Linked DNA regions of Macaca mulatta: region 1 is linked to region 2. The links are chromatin contacts, called in public Hi-C maps. All regions are on one chromosome and are shown on one strand. The core of a region is the stretch at or near the end of the contact, and the rest is flanking DNA. Distances in the headings are between cores, read along the strand shown.

The links. A called contact is a pair of places that touch in the nucleus more often than the background predicts.
Region 1: a contact with region 2 is called in a Hi-C map of cortical neurons, with 4 times the contacts expected there. The contact joins the promoter of CDKN2AIPNL here to the promoter of CDKL3 in region 2. A contact is called at or near these places in 3 of 14 Hi-C or Micro-C datasets (CD4 T cells, cortical neurons and fetal cortex germinal zone).

Annotation. Positions count from the first base shown.
Region 1 is chr6:143,328,887-143,333,357 of T2T-MMU8v2.0, forward strand. CDKN2AIPNL (CDKN2A interacting protein N-terminal like) reads right to left here and starts at 2,275. Exons shown (of 3, transcript XM_015140930.3): 1 at 2,010-2,275; 2 at 283-382. The coding sequence starts at 2,248. LOC144341541 (a long non-coding RNA gene) reads left to right here and starts at 2,502. Exons shown (of 2, transcript XR_013418539.1): 1 at 2,502-2,856.
Region 2 is chr6:143,289,316-143,294,190 of T2T-MMU8v2.0, forward strand. It overlaps CDKL3 (cyclin dependent kinase like 3), which reads right to left and starts at 2,538. Exons shown (of 11, transcript XM_078005208.1): 1 at 2,434-2,538. It overlaps UBE2B (ubiquitin conjugating enzyme E2 B), which reads left to right and starts at 2,212. Exons shown (of 6, transcript NM_001194433.3): 1 at 2,212-2,677; 2 at 4,809-4,875. The coding sequence starts at 2,634.

The sequences.
Region 1 (4,471 bases), core at 1,025-3,524, 39 kb after region 2:
TTTTTTTAAACATCAAGCAAAAATCTCAAAACAATGTTCCTAATCACCCAGAAGAAGTTAAGCTTATGTGTTACCTCATCAACAACGCATAATTTATCACAATGTGTTGTCAACTACTTATGAAAAGGTTATACCAATTATGGGGAAATAATAATGAAAAGGTATAGGTCTTTGGGGTAGTAAACAAGAGCACTCAAAAACAATACTCTAATATAGTGTCATCAAAGCAGGGACTGTTAACTCTACACCATTTCATCACATACACTTGGAAATCCTATTTACCTTTTTCATTAACTCACTTCTGGTAGTAAATTGTGGCAGGTCTTCCACTTCAATCCCATCGGCCATTTCCATCACCTTGTCTAAAAGGTCTTTATTGTAACTGCACAATAAAAAGTAATAAGGTAAAAACCTCGGAAGAATTGTCATTGTGAATTAATAAGAAACTGCAGGTTGCTCAACCATAAAATCAACTCTCAGAGAACTGATCTGATACTGCAGGGCAAACCTATACATGTTCAGCACAAGGTTTTGAGATGGAGTCTTGCTGTATCCCCCAGGCTGGAGTGCAGTGGTGTGATCTTGGCTCACTGCCACCTCCACCTCCCAGGTTCAAGCAATTCTCCTGCCTCAGCCTCCTGAGTAGCTGGGATTACAGGCATGTGCCACCATGCCCGGCTAATTTTAGTATTTTTAGTAGAGACAGGGTTTCACCATGTTGGCCAGGCTGGTCTCGAACTCCTGACCTCAAGTGATCTTCCTGCCTCGGTCTCCCAAAGTGCTGGGATTACTGGCTTGAGACACTGCGCCTGGTCCTGTGAACACTTCTTGCTTGTAGATACAGAAGTGGACTTTATAAATACCAGTAGAGCAAATGTTTCAAGATTTAGAAGAACAGAGGCACTGTACATCTAACAACAGATATTCTCAGATACGGGATGAGGGCCAAAATATTTTTGTTTATTTTTTAAATACATGGAATGTCAGTCTAACAAAAACATTATTTATTTGCCCAATTCTCTGACATTCGCCTAACCATGGAAAACCAGGATTTCCCAGGAGCACCTAGAAGGCAGGGAAAAGGGACGGGTGCCTCTGGCATTGGTTCCCTACGTACTGTTCTAATAAACCCCAATATGTGAAGCAAAACCAAGTGGCTTAGGCCTGGAGGGGCCAAATGACCAGAGTCAGGCAACCATAATAGGTATAGAAACCAAGATCAAACCAAGTCACCCTATTTTCCTAACACAATTTCAGGAAAATGGAGGCTCTCTAACAGGGAGTCTCAAGATTTGCCACCTTCCTCATGGAGGGGTGAAGGGAATGCCTTATCAGGCACTTCAAAAGCGAGTCTTTGTCCTTTTGGTGCAGCAGCCAGGATGAAGTGGGCTTTGGGACCTTGACAAAAAGGCATCGGTCATTTTCATAAGAGGGAAAACAAAGAGGTAAAGCTGGTTCCTACTTAGGACCCAGTGGGCTGTGGAGTGAGGACAAAAAGGCACAGGATACAGATTACATCCTGTCATTAGTGGTTAAAATCCATCAAACCTGCCAGAAGCTGCATGGTCCTAGTTACATCACTTCCCTCCCTAAGCTTTTTCATCTGTAAAATGGGGATCTCCGTTTCTGTCTCTGCACTTTGCCATGTAGGTGACAGAGGCTAACGGACTTCGAATGCACACTGCAAAGGTGATGGTTTGAGCTAATAATGGTAGTAATACATATAACAATAGCAACTTTTGAACCCGCCATGTATTTAGCTCTTCACCCTTTAATTATTACAGTCATCATAACCACCCTTTTACCAGAAGAGAAAACTGAGGCTCAAAGATAAGGATCGTTCCAAGGGGCCTTCAGGGTGGGAATCAGTCTTCGGGCCGGGCAATGCGGATGGAGGTTGGGAGCGGGTTCAGTCTGGGGCAGAGGTTCGGGTCAGGGGTGAGCCCTGGAAGAGGGCTTGAGGGTCGGAAGAGAGGGGACAGGATCAGCCGGCCGGCAGGGGTCCGCACCTGCAGCCTAGGAAGAGATGGTTGGCCCAGACCATGGAGAGGGACAGCAGCTGGTCCAGGCGGCCACCGCCGTCGGGCGGGTCGCGGTAGTCGGGCAGGTGGCGCAAGATGAATTCCATGCGGGCCTTCCATTGCTTCTCGCTCTCTGAGTAGGAGCGGAACTGCTCCGCGAAGTCGGCCGCCTGCCGCACCCCCGAGACCAGCTCCTCCACTGCAGCTGCCGCCTCGCCACCGACCATGGTGCCCGCTGCAGCCGAAGACCGGATAGCCCGCCGCCTTCCCGTCGCGCACTGCGCCACCACCTGCCAGCCAGAGGGGCCCCGTCAGCGCACGACTGCTCCAGAAGACCAGCCTGGAGCGCCCTCGCCCGGAGCGGCGGCCTGCGGGGGCACAGAGCGGCTCCTGGCTCCTCAGACCGCCGCAGCCCGCGGCGCATGCCCTGGGTCTACCCAGGGCTGCAAGGGCCCTTCGCGGTCGACCCTGCTGGGAACCGGTGGGAAAACTGAGGTCCCTAAGCACAGAGTCGGAGCGCCCTCTTCCAGTTGGCAGCTGGATGCCAGTCAGAGCTATGCTGTATCTTTCTTGCCCTGGGAGTTTCCCAGGCACCGCCTCATCCTAAGGGATATCAGGGGGCCCGGGTCAGGGATAGATAGGTCCACTTCCAGGGGTCTCCACAGCCACGCAGGTTGGGGCCCGCCTTCCTGGAGCGAGTAATCCATCCATCCGGTGAATACTTGCCAGGCACATTGCTAGGTGCTGGAGAGGCAATGAGAGCACACTCGGAGCCCTGCTCGCCTGAACTTTACCATCGAGTGGAGGAGCAGACATTAGTGAACTAATTGCTCAAGTAAGTGGAGAATTTCAGCGTTGACAAGTACTAGTAAAGAGAAGTCCAGCGTGCTACAACCATGAATAAGCAAGGAAGGGACCCAATCTAGTCTTGGGGTCAGGGAAGTGATCCTGGAGAACTGAAGAATGAGCAATTTTCTGAGAAAAGGGGAGTCGGTCAGAGCAAGAAAGAGCATGGCCTGGTAAGAGAATTGCAAGATACGGGGTAGGAGGGGCTGGGGGGCAGGGCAGGTAGAGAATGGAGAAGATGAGGTTGCAGAGGTCAGCAAGGCCAGTAGGCCAGGCAGGGATCCTGGCTAGATCCCAAGAATGGGGAGCCACTGAAGGATTTTAACCAGAACAGTGACACCTGGGTTTACAAAAGATGCTGGAAGGAGTCAGAAAGAATGTGTCCAGAGGAAATGAGCAAGTTTGGATTTGGTTTTAAATAGAGACAGGGTTTCGCCATGTTGCCCAGGCTGAGTCTCGAACTCCTGAGCTCAAGTGATCTGTCTCAGCCTCCCAAAATGCTGGGATTACACGTGTGAGCCATCGCGACTGGCTAGTCCTGAAAGTTTCTATTTAGCTGGCATGACTCGGCTGTCTGTTCTAGGCTCAGGTAGCAGACACACTGAGAGACAAAAGAGCTTCCTTTAAAGTGGTGAATTCCCCATCCCTGGAAGCATTCAAGTACAGTAACTGGGTGTTGGGGCTCAGAAACCAATACCTCAAAATGTATTTTGACATGCTGAACTGATGAAGAAGCCTCAAGGTCTCTCTGACCTCACCCACCACCACACTCCTGTCTGTCAATTCTTTATTCCTCCCAAAGCCTAAGATGAAGTTGTTCCCTTATCTGCCTAAATTTAGTCCAGAACACCAAAGGAAACAATTACCTCTGGTTCCCTCCCTGAGTTTTCATTAACTGAACTCGTTTTGCAGGAGGAAAGACTGAAGTATGTCAACACACCAGGACAGACTTTTGTCACAAACCCTTGACTCCTCTGCAGGCCCAACAGACTTTGTCCCAGGCCATTGCATGTTCTTCAAGCCCACTGAATTACCCTAAAAATCACAGGCTGGGCGCGGTGGCTCAAGCCTGTAATCCCAGCACTTTGGGAGGCCGAGACGGGCGGATCACGCGGTCAGGAGATCGAGACCATCCTGGCTAACACGGTGAAACCCCGTCTCTACTAAAAATACAAAAAACTAGCCGGGCGAGGTGGCGGGCGCCTGTAGTCCCAGCTACTCGGGAGGCTGAGGCAGGAGAATGGCGTAAACCCGGGAGGCGGAGCTTGCAGTGAGCTGAGATCCGGCCACTGCACTCCAGCCCAGGCTACAGAGCAAGACTCTGTCTCAAACAAACAAACAAACAAACAAACAAAAAAACTAGCCGGGCGAGGTGGCGGGCGCCTGTAGTCCCAGCTACTCGGGAGGCTGAGGCAGGAGAATGGCGTAGACCCGGGAGGCGGAGCTTGCAGTGAGCTGAGATCCGGTCACTGCACTCCAGCCTGGGCAACAGAGTGAGACTCCATCTCAAAAAAAAAAAAAAAAAAAAAAAAAAGGCCGGGCGCGGTGGCTCAAGCCTGTAATCCCAGCACTTTGGGAGGCCGAGACGGGCGGATCACGAGGTC
Region 2 (4,875 bases), core at 1,288-3,787:
GTGCACACCTGTGCTCCTTGGGCAACTGAAGGAGAATTGCTTGAGCCTGGAAGGTCAAGGCTGCAGTGAGCCCTCTTCACACCACTGCACTCCAGCCTGGGTGACAGAGCAAGACTCTGTCTCAAAAAATAAAAAAACATTGCCCAGGACAAAGATGAACCAAACTCAGTCCCTGCCCTCAATGAACTCATAATCCAGAGCTACAGAATTGATAACAGCATACAATTAATAGCTTTAAAATTATTCCTTCTACAAGTAGGTTATGGCAGGCCTGGTTAACCAGAACAGCCAGTGATTCTTGCTAATACACAGCTGTAAGACTTTATGATGCACATGCACTGAATTAGTTAAAAGTGTTAATTCATTTTGGAAAATTTAAACTGTTTCCGAAACAATTATAAATCCCTGTAGTCACGGAATTCCTAAATTCCATTGCCTCCAGTTCCCATCTTTAGGACTTTGTTGGTGCGTCAGGAGGACTCAGCACTTTTGTATCCATTCTTCAGCTCAACAAGGAAAGGGAGGTAGGAGAAGGACCTCAGCATTGCCCTAATCTTGCCCATAGTTCCATGGAACCAGAAAGGGTTAACTTTTCCCACTTTCCTTGTACCTCCCTTTTTTCAAACCCTGAATTCTGTCTCTGCTTTCAGTGACTGCCTAGACTGATAAATTATAAGGGTTTTTTGGTTGTTGCAGGGTTTGAGACAGGGTCTCAGTGGCATGATGATGGCTTACTGCAGCTCAAACGATTCTTCTGCCTCAGCCTCCTGAGTTGCTGGGGCTACTCGTGTGCACAGAGACAGGATCTCCTATGTTGCCCAGGCTGGTCTTCAACTCCTGGCCTCCCAAAGTGTTAGGATTACAGGCATGAGCTAATGCCCCAGCTCATGAGGGATATTTTTAAGATATAGTTTCTATTTACCATTTTTCTCCATGTAACCCTGCCTGTGTGTCTTCCTCCTTTGCTATTGGAAGGGTTAGGACTGCAATGGCAGAAAAGCAAAAACATTAAGAATATTCAGCTTTTAACTTAGAAAACACATTGTGAATGTCTAACAGGACCTATCAAGAGTTAGGCCTGGCTAACTTGATCACTAAGGCAGTCACTGGAAGCTGAGAGAATTCAGGGTTTGAAGAAAGAGGTACAAGGAAAGTCGGAAAAGTTAACTCTGCTTCCATAGAACTAGGGGCAAGGTTGAGGCAATGCTAAGGTCCTCATTCCACCCTCCCTTTACCTGTTGAACCGAACAATTCCCCAAATGGATACAAAAGTACTCAGAGTCCTTAGTATAACAAAGTCCTGAAAGTAGGAATTAGCAGCAATACAGGGAAAGACAGTAACTACAAAAAATATTCAAGGTCTGTGGGAGGTCAACACCTCTGAACCCCCTGGTGGTGGGGGGGCACTTCTCGCCCATTTGCACCTTTCTTGCTAGTGTAAAAAACCTGAAGTTGTCTCAGGCTGGATAGATAACCCTCACTCAGGTCTGCTGGAGCTCTCCCCCACATATGAATCATATTTGTAGGTTTCTTTGACAACCAACCACTCATTGATATGCTTGGAAGACTGCACCCCCACATTCTTAAAAATACAATGGTACTCCCCCCCATAGGCAAGTCCCCGGACTCTGACACATATCTTCAATTGAAAGCAGACCCAGAAAGGAAAAACTGCATAATACACCATCCTTTAATGTTTGCCCAGAATTTCCAATACTAGAAACCCCACTGCAAAGCAGAAAGACTATTTGGTAGCTTCAAGGAACCATTTCAGGAGATTGTTGTGTGGCCCTCAGTATTCAATGCTGCCTTAGAAGATCTTGCGATCCTCTCTCTTCTTGCCCCAAGTACCAGAGTTCATAAGCCACTGAACCAACCAGAGGGGAGTTATTTTTGGTCCCGGTTTAAAGAAAACAAAACAAGCTGTTGATCCTCCCACGACCTCTTGGGTAATGTCTCTATACCTGTGATAAACCGAAAACAACTAATAAAGGTGTATCCAGCCCTCACCCTCTTAGACCCGCTTCACAGACCTGGCCGAAACTCACATCCAGGCGAGGCTCTCACGTGACCCGTTCTAAACGCGTCACAGGGACACGTGGTTCTAGATACTTCTCCCCCTCCCCCTCAGGGGTGGATTGTTGACAAGGCCGCGGGCAGTCACGTGATCTTACATCATCCCACCTCCTTTCCCTGAAATCCCTGGCCCGGATACGTCCTTCTTTCTCCACCCCGCCGAGCCTAAACTAGAGACGGGGAGGCAGACAGGATAGTGTGTCGGTTTCGTGGTCTCTGAATCCACAACCTCTAGTCTGAACACAGAGAACACAAATTTGTCGATCACTTCAGGAAGCCCAGGAAGAACCACGCCCCGCTGAAGGGCTCAGGGAACGCGCGCTCCCCCGTCCCGCCCCCTCCTCCCCCAGCACTCACTCTGTGGTAGCGGCGGAGGGCGGAGGGATCCGGAGGCGGCGGAGGGAGACGTCATTGCAGGGTTGTTTGTCAGTCTTGGCGGCGGCGGCGGCGGCGGCGGCGGCAGCGGCGATCCACAGTGATTCGGCCGCCGCGCCGGGGGGTGGGGGGGCTGCGCGGGACTCTTTTCTTTCAGACTGACCGCGGGGCAGCTGCGGAGCATGTCGACCCCGGCCCGAAGGAGGCTTATGCGGGATTTCAAGCGGTAAGGGCCTTCAGCTTCGCATAGATGACGGCCTCTCAAAGCTGCGGGGCTGCAGGGCGTGGATCCCGGACACCTTCCCCTTGTGACCCTCAGAGGGTCGGCTGTGGGCCCAGGGGGACTGGCGGAAGCCGGGTCCTACCTCGGCCCCTACTCTCCTTATCCTTGCCGCTCGCTCTGGCGCCCGAAGAAATTTCGATACTGCTTCCCCTCCCCCCAAAAAGTAAAACGATGTCGATCGACTGGTCTAGGGTTCCCCGCTGCCCATTTCGGCCAGCTGCCCGGGGTCTCGTCCAGGGGATCAGACGGGGATCAGACATCATCCTCCCGCCCCTGCACCCTGCGGAGACCCTTTCTTGTCCCCTCAAAGTGAGCTCCCGCGGGAGCTTGTTCTTCTCCGGCAGCACCAGTCAGCTTTGTTTCAAGGCCCCTCAGTCTTCTCCGAGGAGCCGGGTTGGGGTGAACCTCCCCAGCCCCCCACCCCCGCCAGTCCTTTCCATTTCTGCCGTGAGGGTGGGGTCCAGTGCGTGAGGCTCGGAGGTTAACCCATCCCCCGAAACCCGACTCTGTCCCCGCCCGCCTGAAAAGACCTTGGGAACTGACTTAGAGATCTGGGACCTTAGAGCTGGCCACCCCGGCTGCCAGTGCCTTCTGGAACTCAGATCTGGCTGGTGAAGAAAGCCCTATCTATAGCCTCCCGAGTCTGGAAAAATGCCTTCCCTTAGACTGGCGCTAATTTGATACTCCCTGGGCCTTCTTTGGTAAATAAAATAGGGTTTTGTTAGGAGGTATTGGGGTTGTGAGGAAGAAAATGATTATTCCGTTAGTTTACCTTTTATTGGATACTTAGAGACGTAGAAAAAACAAAATAACGTAGAAAAAACAAAATAAGTGAGAAAACATTTTGATATTCTGCACATTTTTCTTAAAATTTTTTCTGGGGACACCTACCCTAATTGAACAAAATAGCATAAAAACATAGATTTGTCGCTCAGGAAGTCACCTCTCAGCTATTATAAAGCCTATGTGAGGCATTTGGATTTGGCCAACTTATTTAATTCATTCGTAGCTTCTCTTAGCCATTTAAAGGTAGGCGTCAAGCAGTGCAGTTCTTCTAAGGCTTCTGTTTGTGGTGGCCTAATTTGCTTGAGATTGACTAAAAACCTTTTTTTTTATGTGGACTAGTTGCAAATTATGATGCCCCATGAAAACAACTCCATATGTATTTGTGAGTGTGTATAATGTAGCATTTTTAAATTGAGGTTACAGTCTCTGAAAGGAGATGCCCTTTTTGGTGCAAAAGTCATTTTTCTAAAGCTTGAAATCAGTGTATCTGATTAGCACTCATGACTAAAATTCAGATAGTAAACTAGTTCATGTCATTGTCGCCCTGGCTCCTTACTGTAATGCTCTGCTTAATTCTGAGTTGAATACATGGCACCTTTTGTAGTTTTCCAGAGATCTATAGGTTACAAGAATTTGACTATGACGAATGTGGGAAAGCCTTGTATTGAGTCTCCTGATTTGAGAGGTAGATTTGATGTTAGTGCAGAGCCTTTAAAATAGGGACTGGCGGAAAACCTACTGATTACTTTTTAAAGCCATTGCTGTTTGAAGCAAAAGGGATAGAGTAAATCTGCTGCCTAATACTAGTTTCCTAGTTAAATTTAATGTGTTTTCAGTCATTTCGTGTTTACACTGAGGTTTGCTTTTTTTTTTTTTTCTTGTAGCCATTTTGCAGAAGTAGCCGTGGTTAGGATACACAGTCTTTGCATGTTTAGAGCAGCAAAATCAATGGTTCTGTAAAAATATTACTTGCTTTTGAGGTTTTAAACTTTTTTTGGTATAAGAGGACAGTCTATATACATCAATTCTTGAAGAGATACTCTTGATAATATTGAAAGAGGGATGATTCTCAAGCCCTTCGGATTTTTAGGTAATTTGGAGAGGTATTTAATAAGTATATATACCTGGTTAATATATCTAAGTCATATGGTTCATTTTAGTTCACAATAACAAGGAAATGGAGTTAGTCTGTGTCTCAAAATAGATGGTGTAGTGTCTGTAGGTGTTTATGTGGCCTCCTTAGTGGCCTTAATGTTCAACTTTTTAAATTACAACGCTGGATTTCTAGGTTACAAGAGGACCCACCTGTGGGTGTCAGTGGCGCACCATCTGAAAACAACATCATGCAGTGGAAT